2 separate regions of the Gossypium hirsutum genome follow, and region 2 is linked to region 1. A link is a contact called in public Hi-C data. All regions are on one chromosome and are shown on one strand. Each heading gives the region's core, a stretch centred on a gene start, on an enhancer-like site or on the middle of the called end of the contact. The rest is flanking DNA. Distances are from core to core; before and after follow the strand shown.

What was found. A called contact is a pair of places that touch in the nucleus more often than the background predicts.
Region 2: a Hi-C map of leaf shows a contact between it and region 1, with 2.0 times the contacts expected there. The contact joins the enhancer-like site here to the promoter of LOC121206710 in region 1. A contact is called at or near these places in 2 of 34 Hi-C or Micro-C datasets (both in leaf).

The regions. Positions count from the first base shown.
Region 1 is chrA09:41,572,144-41,574,843 of Gossypium_hirsutum_v2.1, reverse strand. LOC121206710 (transcription factor MYBS1) reads left to right here and starts at 1,397. Exons shown (of 2, transcript XM_041077799.1): 1 at 1,397-2,148; 2 at 2,314-2,700. The coding sequence starts at 1,730.
Region 2 is chrA09:42,150,705-42,153,404 of Gossypium_hirsutum_v2.1, reverse strand. No RefSeq gene overlaps it. Among protein-coding and RNA genes, the nearest start is that of LOC107889947, 7.0 kb to the right of the region's middle. Within about 2 kb of position 1,399, at least 7 of the 9 cell types and tissues checked have an H3K27ac peak or open chromatin away from gene starts, as enhancers often do. A contact at or near this core is called in leaf, where this site is marked.

The sequences.
Region 1 (2,700 bases), core at 148-2,647:
TGTATTTAAAATTCATCTTGTAAAATTAATTATACTTATGAAATTAAAAAGTTATGACAAGTATACGTATTTTTAATTTAAATGTAAAAATTAGACTTATTTAAAATTGAAGTCTTCGATAATTGAAGCTGATGTAATTTAAAGATATAAAATATTAATGTTTATTAAAAAATATATTAATATAATGGAAATTGATTTATTTTGTTAAAAAAATAAATATTATTAATTCAAATAAGTTGTTCGTTAATTTCATAAAATTGAGAAATCTTACATTACTTTACGAAGAGATGACATTAAAATTACTTCTATATTACCAAAGCTTTGTATTATGAAAATTTAGCACAGTTAGAAAATATAAAATTACCAAATTAAAATAAGTTTAAAATTTCAAATAAAAAAATATAATTTTGAAATTTTTTATTACTGCAAAAGGTATAAAATTTCTATAAACAGTCCAAATAACAAGGAAAGAAGGCATAATAGTATAGTTTTAAATTTAAAATTTAGTTTTTATATTTTTGTTTTTTATTTTTTAAAATTTAAAATTTAAATCTAATTGTTAATGTTGTTAAATTTTTTTAAAAAAATTTAGGCTCACTATAACACTAATTTTTTAGTTGTATCGTTACCGAGTGAGTACTTTTTTATTATTTCAATATCACATTATCAAATTTAACAAAAAAAAAATTAACATTATTAACATTAAACTTGAATTTAAATTTTTTTAAAATAAATAAATTAAATTCTTGAAAATAAAATTATAAAAACTAAAATTTAAATTTATGAAAAGTATGTAACTTTAAAACATATTTTAATTTAATTATGAGAAGAATGTACAAAATGCGCGCGTGGTGGTAATCTTCTAGAAAGATTCTCTGGGACCTCATCTCCCTTGATCTTGCTCCCTCTATGATTAGAGTAAAAAAGAGATGCTATTTTGCATCTCAGTCCCTATACATTTTTGAAAAAATTAAATTTAATTATTCTACTTTTAATCTCTTGAATAGTCTGATTTAAAATTTTAATATAAAAATTAATTGATAAACCTTTTGTTAACTTTTATTAAATTTGAATGTGCCTTTAATTTCTTTAAATCAATCAATGAATATTGAAATATCGTATATTCGAATATAGCGTAAATTTATTAATTAGATTTAAATTTAAAAAAAAAACAACATAGACTAAATTTCTTGAAAAATAGAGAGATTAAAAAAATATGTATAACTACAAATGCATTAAAAAGGAAGCATTTTATGAATTCTTTTTTAAATTTTATATAATTTTTCTTACCTTCTAATTAGGAACATGAAAATTTAAAATTTTTTTTATAGCTACAAGTGTCATAATTCACTTTATTGTTTGAGACTAATTCTATTTGAGTAGTAGTATTTAGGAGAAATCTTTCCAACAGTGATAATTTCAGAATTTGAACTCAGTCCAGATACTTTAAAACAAGTCGACTCTACTCCTTTCAATAGACTATCAGTGAAGATGACAATTTATGAATTGCTTTCAAAGTGGTCCATATCAATTTCATTTTATGTTTTAGATTTTATATTTTAATTTCCCCCTAATTTATTTTATACTTCTATCCCTTATCCTACACTCTCATTTCCCATTATTTTATTTTTATTTTTCGACCCTTTCCAAATGCAACTAAGCTGTTGAACATAAGAGAACATTGAGCTTAGAAATTGAGTGACCTCTTTTGTAGGGTATTATTGGTAGTATGGCAGGAAGTGTTAGTTGGAGCAGGGAAGAAGAGAAGGCATTTGAAAACGCAATAGCAATGCATTGGATAGAGAAAGAGGAATGTGAAGAGCAATGGGAAAAGATTGCTTCAACGGTTCCTACTAAAAGTCTTGAGGAGTTGAAACTTCACTATGAATTATTAGTGGAGGATGTTACTGCAATAGAGGCTGGTCATGTCCCACTTCCTCGTTATAAAGGAGAAGAACCTTCCTCTTCTGCCAAGGATCATTTTCATGGACCTTCCATGGCTCCTAATTCTGATAGGAGATCCAATTCCGGTTACGGAAATGGGTTTTCGGGGTTAACCCTTGATTCTACCGGACATGGAGGGAAACAGAGTTCGAGGTCCGACCAAGAAAGAAGGAAAGGAATCCCATGGACTGAAGAAGAGCATAGGTATTCCCCTCTACTACTTCTTGTCTGTTTTTCTTTTTTTTCTTAAATACTGACTTAAGTATTGGAACGTGACTCGAATTAAGACTTGAGTGCCCTAGGATTTGGGGTCTTATAGAAAATAAAGATATATGTAATGTGACAAGCAACATTACATGTGTTATTCAGGTTATTTCTACTTGGTTTAGACAAGTTTGGGAAAGGAGATTGGAGAAGCATTTCAAGGAACTTTGTGATATCGAGAACTCCGACGCAGGTGGCTAGCCATGCACAAAAGTATTTTATACGCTTAAATTCGATGAATAGAGACCGGCGGCGGTCCAGCATCCACGACATCACGAGTGTTAACAATGGGGATACATCTCATCAAGCGCCTATCACAGGCCAACAGGCTAACACAAACTCACCCGGTGCAGCGGTCATGGGGCAATCAGTGAAGCACAGGGCTCATCCGCATTTGCCGGGTTTAGGCATGTACGGAGCGCCTGTTGGGCGGCCGATTGCTGCTGCTCCAGGGCATATTGGATCTGCTGCAGGAACTCCTGTTATGCTTCC
Region 2 (2,700 bases), core at 150-2,649, 580 kb before region 1:
TAAAACGTCAATTGTCATTCACAAAATCCCCAAACTCACGGTGCTTGACCAATCCTACCAAAAACCGAAAAGGCCTTCCTCTAGGTAAAGAAATCTCCAGATTAAGGCTGAGAAAAAATGCTCTATGGTCTGACTTAGTTTTGGGAAGATGGGTAATCAAGCTATTTCGAAAAATTTTTATCCATGCTTCATTCTTTAGTGTGTAATCCAATCTCTCAAAAAGCCTACCTCTGTGCCCTGTAAAGGGGAGCATCTCCTACCTGCTAAAAAACTACCAATTTTTTCATTAGGTGTCAAGATTACATTGAAATCACCAATAGCCATTCATGAAATTTGCCCCACGGGAATTGATAAGCTAAGATCCTCTCATACGTCCTTACGCTTTTGACGATTTAAGCTTCCATACACAAAAGAAATAAAAATCGATACTGAAGAAGAAATTGACCAAACCCAGGCGAGATTAAATTGAAGGTGATTGTGAACCACCTCAACCCGAACTGAATTTTTCCAACCAATCCAAATACCCCTAGAGTATCCTATTGCCCCCACGGATGTAAGTATCGAGCCCCAACTGTGCTATAATTTTATCTACTTTGGTCCCACTTACTTTGGGTTCAAGCAAACTAATAATATCCGATTTATATTCCATATTATAATCTGGAACTAGCACAACCCTGACAATTCCAAGAAAAAATTGAGAAATTCATGAAAAATAAAATGAAAATTAGTGACATACCATTACTGAGAATCAGCAACACCAACTAAATTGGAAGCTACTTTATCTTGCGCTCCATTTCCTGTTTCATTCACCATTTGGGACAAAATAAAAATCACCACTGCCTCCATAGATTCAACTAGAGGAATACGAGAATTCCCAGTAGATTTCCCCTTAATGATTTATTTAATTTCCAACCTCCTTGACCAATACCAAACTTGCCACTATTTTTTCTATTTTTATTTCCTAAACTACCCGCTCCTAAGGCATCAAAGTTAATGTACTTCAGCAAGTTCATGGAAATTTGGGTGCGAATTTTCCTTAAAAACTACAACAGTGTGCTTATCAGGATCTAAAACGCCATCGGACAATTGGACCCCAACACCCACAGGACCTTCGAAGGTTGGATTGAAGTGTGCTTTAACTCCATCAAATTCATTAGCCTGCACGGATGGCTCCAGTCCCGACGCATTTGCACCTACAGCAAATAAAGCAGAAATTTTTTCGAAACGAACAAAATTAAAACAAGAGTTGGATTGAACTTGGTTGTGATCATCTTGGGTTGATACATAAGGAAGCTGCCCATCACTTTCAGGCCCTGATTTTGCAGCTGGAGTGGCCTGCTTCCCCAAAGGCCCTTTATTTGGACTGCTTCCAGGTTCATTAAACTTAAGTGAGCCCTTCATAGTCCTGACAGCCCAACTGGCTTAATAGCAGCCCTCCATCACTAGCGCCCTTGGACGCTGAAACAATTTTATTAACTTGGGCCTGGTCAACTTTATTTGAAAAGCTTTGGACCACCTTTATTGGAATTTACTTCTAGATTTTCTTTTTCTAATCCTTGCAATAATTTAATTATAGGGTTTTTATCTTTTCGCAAAGAATCTGTAAATCCCTCTTTTCCCGCAACGTTCATTCCATTTTCTTTCTCTAAATTATTCAAAGCTTGAAAGCGAGATCCCAAAACTTTCTTTATAGTGTTGTTCTTTCCAAAATTTTGTGGGTCCTTAGATGGTTTCTTCATTTTGCGCACCACCAGCATCCAAGGTCCAAAAGGGTCAGTTTCCACCGCCGGTTCAGTTTCTGGAATTCCATTTTCTGGCGTCGTGTTTTTCCTGGCCGAATATTCCAGAATCTCTTTCACTTGCCCACGGTTCTCTTTGAAATGTCCATAACGACAGCAAGAGAAAAAAACAACCGGTAAAGATTCGTACTGAATCCGCTGAACTTTTCCGTTAATCAAAACCATTGAAATCAAGAGTTTTTCCAGGTTAATATAGATCGCCATGCTAGCATATCTGCCCCTTGCTTTACCATCCGTGTTAAAGTCCAATTTTGCAACTTTTCTAACCATACCACCTATTTTCCACAGGATTTTCTTCATATACATATGGCCTGTAAGTCCCGGGAGTCTGAGCCAGGTCATAACCACACTCGAATAGGGTTTAATGGGATCGAAATCCGTTGTCCATAGTTGTACCATTAAATATTGCCCAATAATAGTCCATGGCCCTTGAGATAATACCTTTTCATAGTCTACTAGATTTTGAAATTTCACCAGAAAATACCCATTTTGAAGCGCATGGACAGTTTCTAGATACCATAGATCCGATTTTGAAGCGCCGCGAATCCAATATTTCTCCCCGGTAGTTTAAGCACCACCGAGGTAGCCATGTTCTTGACTAAGATTTCGTTAACCCTGTCCGAGAACTCGATCGATGGAATACCATTAACTGATGATCTTTTGATATCACCGTCTAAAAGAACAAAGTCATCATCCGTTCCTGAAAAAAGCCCCTCATTTCTCTCCTTGTTGGTCATGAGTTCCCTTTCCTAGAAGCATCTCTTTCCAAGAGAGTCGGTGTTAGGTTAACACCATCCACCATTTCTGAGTCCAAATCTGAATTCTGATCCTTGAACCGTACCTTCTTAGTGTTTCGATCACCGACAGAAACTGAAGCACCATCAGCAAGATCACGGAGAGA